Regions from separate parts of the Zea mays genome. Here all the other regions are linked to region 2. Evidence: chromatin contacts called from public Hi-C data. All regions are on one chromosome and are shown on one strand. The core of a region is the stretch at or near the end of the contact, and the rest is flanking DNA. Distances in the headings are between cores, read along the strand shown.

The links. Hi-C and Micro-C count contacts between places; a contact is called where the count stands out from the background.
Region 1: a Hi-C map of tassel shows a contact between it and region 2, with 2.7 times the contacts expected there. The contact joins the promoter of LOC100279555 here to the promoter of LOC100276884 in region 2. A contact is called at or near these places in 2 of 25 Hi-C or Micro-C datasets (ear and tassel).
Region 3: a Hi-C map of tassel shows a contact between it and region 2, with 2.6 times the contacts expected there. The contact joins the enhancer-like site here to the promoter of LOC100276884 in region 2. A contact is called at or near these places in 2 of 25 Hi-C or Micro-C datasets (ear and tassel).

The regions. Positions count from the first base shown.
Region 1 is chr5:180,298,213-180,301,640 of Zm-B73-REFERENCE-NAM-5.0, forward strand. LOC100279555 reads left to right here and starts at 1,835. Exons shown (of 3, transcript NM_001351795.1): 1 at 1,835-2,178; 2 at 2,309-2,438; 3 at 2,970-3,428. The coding sequence starts at 2,043.
Region 2 is chr5:180,981,980-180,985,334 of Zm-B73-REFERENCE-NAM-5.0, forward strand. LOC100276884 reads right to left here and starts at 1,381. Exons shown (of 6, transcript NM_001360707.1): 1 at 494-1,381. The coding sequence starts at 1,101. It overlaps LOC100283034 (F-box protein GID2), which reads left to right and starts at 2,368. Exons shown (of 1, transcript NM_001155936.2): 1 at 2,368-3,355. The coding sequence starts at 2,443. The coding sequence ends at 3,153.
Region 3 is chr5:180,448,046-180,451,378 of Zm-B73-REFERENCE-NAM-5.0, forward strand. It overlaps LOC100383655 (a long non-coding RNA gene), which reads right to left. Exons shown (of 6, transcript XR_004849609.1): 6 at 3,300-3,333. Among protein-coding and RNA genes, the nearest start is that of LOC100383655, 6.6 kb to the right of the region's middle. Within about 2 kb of position 1,361, at least 18 of the 20 cell types and tissues checked have an H3K27ac peak or open chromatin away from gene starts, as enhancers often do. A contact at or near this core is called in ear and tassel, where this site is marked.

The DNA.
Region 1 (3,428 bases), core at 585-3,084, 680 kb before region 2:
CTTGGTGCGTGAAACAGGAGAGGTACCCGATCATGGTAGTGCTAGCCAGCACAGCAGTAACTTAAACCAGTCAATCAGTATTCTTGCTGGGTGTGTTTTTTTTTTTGGTTGTTGTTGTTCTTGTCGAGAACTAGCGTGGGTGATCTCTTCTCTCTCTCTCGCTGACATTTCACATGAGCACTTTAATAAATCTTGGACTGTTGAGCAGCGTGCGGGGTGCAGAGCGCCTACGGGCATCCGAGGAGCGCCGCCTCCTGATCGGGTGGCAGGTCACGTCCCCTGGGCTCAGGCGGCGTGACGCTGACCGTCGCGTCGCCATCGGCGGCTAGGTCGCTCATGGGTTTATGATCACGCTGACAGCTAGTCTGTTACGCATGCATGCATGGGATTTCGGAACAGAACTTCTACTACTAATCTTCGTTATTTCTGCTTTCATATGTACAAGCAAAGGTTTAGATGTCCGCTGAGTAGAATTCTGAGGGGATAGACTAGACTAGAGATGGCAATTCTTTTTGGGTATGTGCATGTCTTCCACGCTGACGACCGTCGAAAACCCAGAAACGAAACTGAGACCGGTCGGTAATTCCTTGGGTAGGAGTAGGAATGCACATGGGCTTCCGGACAGATCTGTTTACACTCCACAGGGACAGGGTGGTGGTCCTGTGGCAATTTGCCATGGAAACCGCACAATTAATGGCCTAACTGATCCACTGTTCCTACCATGGCTCCACTGTATGCGTTGTATTGTAACTGGGCATAGTTTTCACAGAGGCCTCCTACAGTCCTACTCCATCTGCAAAGTTCTGACCTCAGAGTTTTTTTTCTTCTTTTTGCCTTTCTTTGTTTTTTCCATATATAACAACAGAGGAAAAGAACGCTGCTCAGACAGTTGTGCTTTCAGGATTCAGAGAGCAGGGAAAGGCATCCTTCCCCTCATCTCTTCATCAGAAACCGAGGAGCAGAGCGGAACGAGTTGCTGAAAATGCCGAGAGGGTCAGATCAATTGCGCAGCGACACGGCGCGCGTCCTTTTCACCTGCAAGCGGCAATCGGCTTCACCATAACTCCCGCGCGCCCGGAACAGTGTAGGGCCAGATGAAGAGCGGAGCAGGAGCAGGACGCTGCCGCCTGCCACTGCCACTGCCAGGCACAGTAAACTGCCCCAGACCAACATGCATCTCAATTCTCAGCTGTGGATGCTCCGGCAGCCACTCAAGATGAGCTCGCGCCAGATGCAGTCAAACATCCGGATTCGTACCGCCAGGAAAATTTAAAAAACCTGCTACTAAGCTAGGCAGCAGCAGCAGCACGGCGCCCGACGCGGCCAGGAGACGACGACCGGAGAATGCGGCACGGGCGAGAGCCATGGGAGTTTAAGCGCATGCATGAACACGCAGCTCGGCCGGCGCGCCGTCACTATCCATCTGTACGAGTACGACGACGGCGACCCTGCTGGGTAGCCGCCGCGCTCTCCCGTAGCCCGCGGCGAACCAAGCCGGCCGGCCAGCCGCGCACCAACCGCTGTCGCCATCTATCTGCCGGAGACGTACCACCACGTACCTTTGGTTCGTTTGCTGGCACCCGGGCCTCGGTCGGCCGCCCGGCGGCCCAACGGTGGCGCACGTGCAGCGCGCATGACGAGGGGGGGACGGGAAAAGCGGGGTGCGCCGCCTGACGTCTGGGCCACCCTTGGCCGTGGCCGCACGGAAAGCCAGGAAGATTCTCGCCAACCCGGCCGGCGCTGGCGCACTGCCGCACTGGTCAGTCACTCAGTCAGTACTACTACTGGGGTACTCTCGGTCTCGGCTGCACGCACGTACGGGAAGTCGCCCAGGCCCCAGCTAGTAGCTAGGGCACCGCGCACGCGGCACGCCCCGGCCCCCGCTCTATTTATGCCGCTAGCTAGCGACACCGACCAGGTCACTTCATTCCCTTGTCACTAGCTAGATCGACTGACTGGAGAGGAGCTATCGTCTACCTCTGGGCGAGCTGCGTGTCCCTGCCGTCCTTCTCGCTCCTGTGGTCGCCGCGCGCGGCGCTGCGATGGGGCGGTCGCCGTGCTGCGAGAAGGAGGCCGGGCTGAAGAAGGGGCCGTGGACGTCCGAGGAGGACCAGAAACTGCTGGCCTTCATCGAGCAGCACGGACACGGCTGCTGGCGCTCGCTGCCGGCCAAGGCCGGTGAGGATCCGACGACGGAGCTCGACGATATATCCATCGACCTCACGTTTTCTTCGCATTCCATTCGTTTTATTATATTTGCCATCCAGCAGAATATAATGCTCATCTATGCGTGTGCGTCTCTCTGCAGGTCTGCGGCGGTGCGGCAAGAGCTGCCGGCTCCGGTGGACCAACTACCTGCGGCCGGACATCAAGCGGGGCAAGTTCACGCTGCAGGAGGAGCAGACCATCATCCAGCTCCACGCTCTCCTCGGCAACAGGTGATCATTCTTCATCATCATGCACTTGTTTCGCTTTGCCATGCATGACACAGCACAGCTCGCGTGTGCCTCGTGCTCGCGTCGGCAGGAATGTCGTGAGTGAAACTGAGGCCGGCGTGGCAAAAGGAGTACTATACATCTTGTCTGTAACAACGTGCATGGGTGAAACTGAGGTGTGGCAAAAAGAGTAGAGTACTCGCATCGCACGGGGCCAGTTTATTGGTCTTGTCACGTTTGTCATTAATGTTGGCGCGAGCCCGCTTGCCTCGCTGTGCCTCGCCATCCATGTCAGGGCGTTGGACCATCGTCACCGCCCGCTTGTCGCCCTGGCCATGCCATGTTGACCTCGCCACGCCCCCATCATTGCTGTCCGTCCTACTCCACCACGAGCTCCTTCAATGCACCCCCCCTACACGCCTCTAACCATTACGCCAAACCTTCTTTACTGTTCGAGTTACTAGTAACATTGCTTGCTTCATCAGAGGTGAAAAAAAAATGACTGACAATGACATGCCCTCGCGCAACCCGCAGGTGGTCGTCGATCGCGACGCACCTGCCCAAGCGCACGGACAACGAGATCAAGAACTACTGGAACACGCACCTCAAGAAGCGGCTCGCCAAGATGGGCATCGACCCCGTCACGCACAAGGCCCGCGCCGACGTCGTGGGAGGCTCCTCTGGCGCCGGCAACAACTCTGGAGCGCGCTACAGGGCCGCCGCGCACCTCAGCCACACGGCGCAGTGGGAGAGCGCGCGCCTCGAGGCCGAGGCGCGTCTGGCGCGCGAGGCCAGGCTGCGTGCCCTTTCCTCGCCGCCGCCGCCGCCAGGGCCCGGGCCGGGCCCCGCGTTTAGCGGGCTCGAGTCGCCGACATCGACTCTGAGCTTCTCCGAGAGCGTGCTGTTCGCCAGTGCGGCGCACGACACCCACGCCCTGACGCCACGCGCTTACGCAGAGGCGTTCGGGGCGGAGCAGCAACAGCGCTTCGCTGA
Region 2 (3,355 bases), core at 131-2,630:
AAAAAAAACATAACAAATTATAGCTTAAAGTGCACTTATCAGTTCCCAACTTCAAACAACTGGTTGATTTATCTCAAAGATGTGATCACAATATGTAAAAAGTGGCACAAATCTATGCTAACATATGTGACGCTTTGACTCACACGTTAAAAAAACCATATCAATCAAGGAAGCAAAGAAGATTAGCGTTATGGCACACGAGTGCAACCACAGCTATGCAACACGTGCAGACAACTCTCTGAAAGGAGCCTTGATAGAGACATGAATCAACCTCCTAGCGGGATCTTCATGCAGTTATATGTGAGATTGTGCATATTTGCATTCAGCTGCAAATGGATATTGTTCGAATTTGCATCTTAATCGCAGAAATTCGCTGGCCTTCTCGGTGTCGGCATCAGACCAACATTCACTAGAGTCCAAGTTCGTCTGAAATGAGATGGAGTAGGCAATCTTTACAGACAAATTGAGAACACAGTGTTGTCCTGAGCTGTACCTATCGAGCACAGACATGACGTAGAGGAAGTGCAGGCCGGCGCCGACGGCCAGAGCGACGCCCCAGAAGAAGTGCTTCCCCCAGAAGCACAGGACGCTGACGACCGCGAGGTACGCCGTGAGGCAGTGCACGGCGGTCCGCATGACCACCTTGCCGCCATCCTTCCTCCAGGCCGCCGCCGCCAGCCACGCGCACGCGAGCGCGGCCCCGACAGCCCCCGCGGCGCCGTAGTACTTCCAGTACGTCTCGGTGAGCTCGGACGGCGGCACGGAGGGGTCCTCGGAGCGGTAGACGGAGGGCGGCGGCGGCGCGGGCGCGGGGTCCGGCGGGCCTGCGGGGGTGCCCCAGGGCTCCGCGGTGAGGTTGGCGTAGCGGCCGATGTTGAAGCGGTCGGCCTGGTGGAAGCGGTTGAGGCCGAAGAGCGCGAGCGCGGCGCCGAAGACGAGCAGGTGGAGGAGGAAGACCACCAGCCAGAACACGTCCCGGCACTGCCGCCTGGGCCACGCCGCGGGGCCCGCCGCCGCCGCCGCCACCGACACGGCCCCCGCCGCTGCGGGGGGGCTAGGGTTCCCGCTGCCGTGGCAGGAGGAGGTGGAGGAAGAGGACATGGCTGCGATTGGCGGTTGGGGAGGTAGGATCGGGCGGTATGAGGAATGGGGAGGATTAACGAGACACGTCCTAGAGCAATTAGCGATGCGGGGAGTAGTGGCAACTGGCTAACTGCTCGGCGCTGGTGGTGGACTGGTGGTGGTGGTGACTGGTGCGACTAGGGGGAGTAACCGTTTCGGTCATCGGGGAGACGATGACCTGCGCGAGCGAACTGCCGGGTGACTGACGGCGACGTCGCGCGGAATTCCAGGGGAGCAAGGGAAGCCGGAAGCGGACGCGGTTTGGACTTTCGGAGGAGCGACTGAGGGAGGCGGCTGGCAACGCGAGTACGCGACGAATGGGAAGCCCAACCAAGTTGCAGAAACAGCCACGGAGAGGGTTCGGGGTTTTCGTGTTGGGGCGGAGCGCGACCGGCGTCCGGCGTCCGGCTGGGGCCTGGGAGCGCCGTGGGCACTTTGGACGCGAGGATAGCTGCTTGGATATGACGGAAATGCCGAGTGGTTGCTTCGGCGCTGGCGATTTGCATTTGCTGCGCTGGATCCAGCGTTCCTCTTCCAACGGCAACGCAAATATGATGATGACGGGCGTTTTCCCTGCCGGTTCACCTGCACGCTGCACTGCACGGCTGTAGTAGCAGCACACGAGATGTGCGTGTGAATGTGTGATTATTGCACTCCAGCTTCGTGACATCTCATCTCATGCCCCTTCAATCAAAGCCAACGCCTAAAAAATGACGATGTCTGAAGCTGAAATGTCATCAAGGGAGCCAACGAATGTTTTTAAGGCAAAGTTTTGTTTACCCTACTTTAATGTTCTTCCGTGGCACGTGACATACCTCTCAATAACAAAGCAGCTGTGATAACTCTGTCCACCATGAAATCTGCAAGTTCAATCTTTTCGAAAGTACTCGTACAAGTAATTTGTGGATATAGTCCGTCTTATTGATTAACCACATCATCTTGTCATATATTGACTTTATTTGAGCGTTTTTTTTTGGTTGTTTATATATCAAAAGCGTAGGGCGCACGAGTGAATGTAAAACAAATTATTGTAAGATTTTTAGTTGCATTCGGTTATATGCTCAGAACTTCAGTTTCCAGCTGGCCAGGCTCATGTACACGATACATTCATAGGTGTGTTATTGGATATGTATGTCGAGAATCATGTGCACATGATAAATAGTGTATAAATTAAAGTATAATTATTTATCTTAAATTTACCGTTATTCTGTTTATTTTGCAAATAACACCCTAAAAGCGTGATAATCTGCACTGCTTATCGCAGGTCCATCCACAAATCTCTCCAGGGACCAGGGGAACGGTTGTCCCGAATCGCCGGCCATGAAGTGCCGCTCTGATGCACCAGGCGGTGGTGACGGCCACCGGGACCGGGCCCCAGCCCCCGTTGCCACAGGCGTCGGCGGCTCGCCCCCGGGCGAGCGGAGTAAGAAGCAGCGGACGGAGGAGCCGTCCTCAAGCTCCAGCGTGGTTGGCGAGTGCTCGTCTTCGTCCTCGCAGGCTCTGCCGCCACCGCTGCCGGAGCAGTTGCTGCAGGACGCAGGAGTGGGCGAGCAGCCGCCTCCAGGCCCCGAGCCCGCAGGGGGCGAGCAGGCGAGGGTGCCGGATCTCGGGGAGGACCTGGTGTTCGAGGTGCTGATGCGAGCGGAGGCCCGGACACTGGCGGCCGCGGCGTGCGTGAGCCGCGGGTGGCGGCTGCTGGCGAGGGACGAGCGGTTGTGGGAGGCGGCGTGCGTGCGGGAGTGGGCCTGCACTGGATTCTCCGAGCAGATGCTTCGCAGTGTCGTGCTTCCGCTTGGCGGCTTCCGGCGCCTACACGAGATGTACATCCGTCCGGTCCAGCGGCGTGCTGCTGGAGCGCCGCGCGGGCAGCAGAGGCGGCAGTTGCCGGTGAGGATGGGCCGGGATCAGGTCCAAGTCTCACTGTCTTTGCTCTCGACCTCATTCTTCCTGAAGATGCCTAATGCTCCTCCACCTCCTCCTAAGGACAAGGATAAAGATGGAGATAAGAATGGAGGTGGCCAGTGTGGGTGATCACTGATCAAGTTTGTGAAAAATAGGAGCTTACCTCTCATGCAGCATCACCACAGCTGCTTATGTTATGTAGGTGATTATGTTGTGGTTCTTCACTGTATTTGTGGCAGTAAAGAGGTGATCAAGTCATTTGGATTGGTGGGCAGAGAAGACTATTCAGATAGGTGCGGATGTACTGATCGGGAGGCAAATAAGGTGAGCG
Region 3 (3,333 bases), core at 111-2,610, 530 kb before region 2:
TATACTTGCACAGATACAAAATACTAACTATACAGATCAAGAATAGTGCGAACGTTGAGATTGCAGAGTTAGCGAAGTAGTGCTTAGAGATGAGTGGTGTGAATAGGCCAACGATGAAGGATGTTACCGATAGGCCTGATAATTTGAGGAAGATTATGCAGCATCCCTCAGGACATGAGAACCCTAAAGAATAAGAGAGCCGTATATAGCCAATGGAAATTTCTGTTGAATTAATGTGAGCCTGAGTCATATTAATATTCAATAATAGTCAATACTAGAAGCTTATTTTAATGCTACGGTGTACTAGTACTTTAGTACCATACCGGAAGTTGAAGTAACAATTCACCCAACTTAAATAGGTGGATCATTGGTGCATCTATCGAGAAGCTGAGAAAATGATGAAGGACTACCACACGCGCGCGCTCACAGCTGGGCCGTGGTAGATCAAACCTTGGTCCGAATATTCCTCCCTAACGGTTGCACATTTTGCCTAGAGTGATGACCGTCCATTACTGCTACTAATGGTAGCTCTAATGGCGGTCGTACTGTCCGTTGGTCTCCCTCTGCACGTGTATATATACGAGGAGGGGAGAGTGCTTCTTGTTACGACTGTTCGTGGGACTGCACTGCTTACATCTGCCTACGTCGACTGCGTACGAGTACATCGAACATACACACGTGATGTCTCGTGTGAATGAAGCCACTGATGCCTTGAGCTTCGGTCCCTCCGCAGGGTACAATCTATTCTTTGTATTTGTGCATATTTTATTGTTAATTACTGCTTATATGAGTAGTGATACACATATGCACATACATGACGTCACATACATCACTGTGATTTTCTACATTAAATTAAAACTAAAAATGCCTATTTCTTCAACACTTTGCTATTATGCATTTGCATATACAGCATTTTGATACATAAGTTTTATTGTTACGTATATAAATATAACATTTTTTAATAAAAAGATGGTATGCATAATAGTTCGTTTATAGTGCTTCGGTTATCTTAGTTCTAAGGAACCTATTGTGTTTAGAACAATTGTTCTTGACTTGGAGATTTTGAATACAACATATTCCTTGTATTATCATTTATTTTATTGGTTGGCAAAGTGAATTATTTCTCGTATTATGAGTTTCTTAGTTAGATGATGAGACCTTGTCACAGTTGTGTTGCGAGAATGGACTATGCCGCCGCAGATGAACCCTGGGATGATTCGCTGGTGCTGCCGCGTGCCGCTCGCCTGAATTTGCTGCGGAAACCAGATCCCGTATCACCGACTCACCGTATGTGTCGGTCCGCGCCCAGCCTCTGCAATTCTCAATCATCCCTAGCTGGGCTACCACTGCACTACGCAATTACCGCTACCACCGTCAGGTCAGGTGAACGAAAACTCTCAGGTTCGTAGCCATCTCGGGTTGAGCTGATGCTTTGTGGACTTGTTGCTTAAATTTAGCCCACCACACGAAAACATGGCCCATGAAACGCTCCACAAATGGCTCAATATGCGTATAGACAGAACTGAGGTTCCTGCACGAGCCCATGCGGTCATGCGGCACAGTATCACTACGCGTCTACGCCTCCGCCACAGTCGCTAGCAATACGAGTACCAAACAGCCCAGAGAGCAAGGACTAGCTGATGATATAAAGATTACTCTGAACGCAACGACATGTAGCAAGCTGTGACGAAAAGCAGTAGCACTGGTGGGTCCGGTGCTTTCTTCTGAACCTTTGAAGACATAAGCGTATCTGAGCTTGTCCCTTTTTTTTTCTTACTGAATTTCAAAGTTGATTCAGCGAATTTCAGTGAATTCTTCCGATACGCTTATCTGTTGCAAGCTCTGTCTAATCATAAAAGACATACTCTATTCATCAGCATTATTGAATGAGATTAAAGCATACTCAAGATTTTTTATTGATTGTTTCCGTTCTCTATATAATATTTTTTTTAATTTGACTAACTGATGTTATTGTTTACTCCATTCAATATGTCTTGTTAAACACGGCCAATGAAGTGATCGATTAGAAGAGAGTTCACAACGACTGATTGAACAAACAGAGATTATAGAATGACATAATTTCACGGTACAGAGACTAAATAAGAGAAATTTTGTGAGCTCAAGATTCTAAAATAAGTCACATGAACTCAAACTTATAAAAAAGATAGATAAAAATATGGAGTGACAACTAAAGTCAGGCATCAATAAAAACTGAACGCGCTCCATATAAATTATGGTACATCGTAGCAATTACTAACGTTTAAAACCAATAAATAACCTTTCCTTTTACTGTTAGTGTGACAAATCATTGTTGCTCCGTCCAATTCAGCAACCTCAAACACCATGGAGTCCATTGCACCAATGTGGTCTCAAAAACGACATAATGGTTGCAAGAACCAAGAACATCGTGTCGTGCTTGGGTTGTAGCCTTGTCCGGTAGTGCTGGCCGGACCCGACACGAGTATATTTTTTATTTTACAAAAAACGTATATATATATATATATATATATATATATATATATATATATATATATATATATATATATATATATATATATATATATATATATATATATATATATATATATATATACACACAATTTATATTTAATAATAAAAACATCTGAGCATGATGTTCTAATGCTTAGATAGCTTCACTCAGTGTCTTCCGCCCTTCTTCCATCAATGTGTGGGTTCGAACCCCACCTCCTCACTACTTTTTTAACATTTTACACTGATTTAACCAAATGACCTGATACAGTCAGCAGGCCGGCACGCCATGCCTAGGCCAGAGTTGTGGCCCGTGGGCGTCAGGACCGTGCCGAACCGCTGTTTAGCCATCTATATATGGAGTTGTGTTTTGTAACGTGGAGGTTGGTTGCGCAGAGCAGACAGACGTGCAGCGTATTAATTTGAAATAGATGTGAGGGATTATCTGTAAAAATATGACGCAGAACGACCGTTGAAACTGATGCTTTAATATAGTATAGATATATAGGTTAAAATGGGTACGTAAGAAATTAAGAATGTTATTGATTAAATTAAAATATTTTTTAAAATACCACAACAGAGCCGGCTGATACGTGTGGTGCCATACCCGCCCACGCCCGCTCGGGACGAAGCGCTTCACAAAGCCACAACGGCCTCCCCCTCTCCGTTTCTTAAGTGCCCGTGCGTTGCTATGATTTCTATATAGCAAAGAATTTAATTACAACTGTTTATATGGTCTTAACCTACATCATTTAACAACCAATCATCACAGCCCTGCTTTGAAACGTAGAGCACAACTGAACCAAATAAGTATGACGAAAAATTGTGTTACATATATAGATA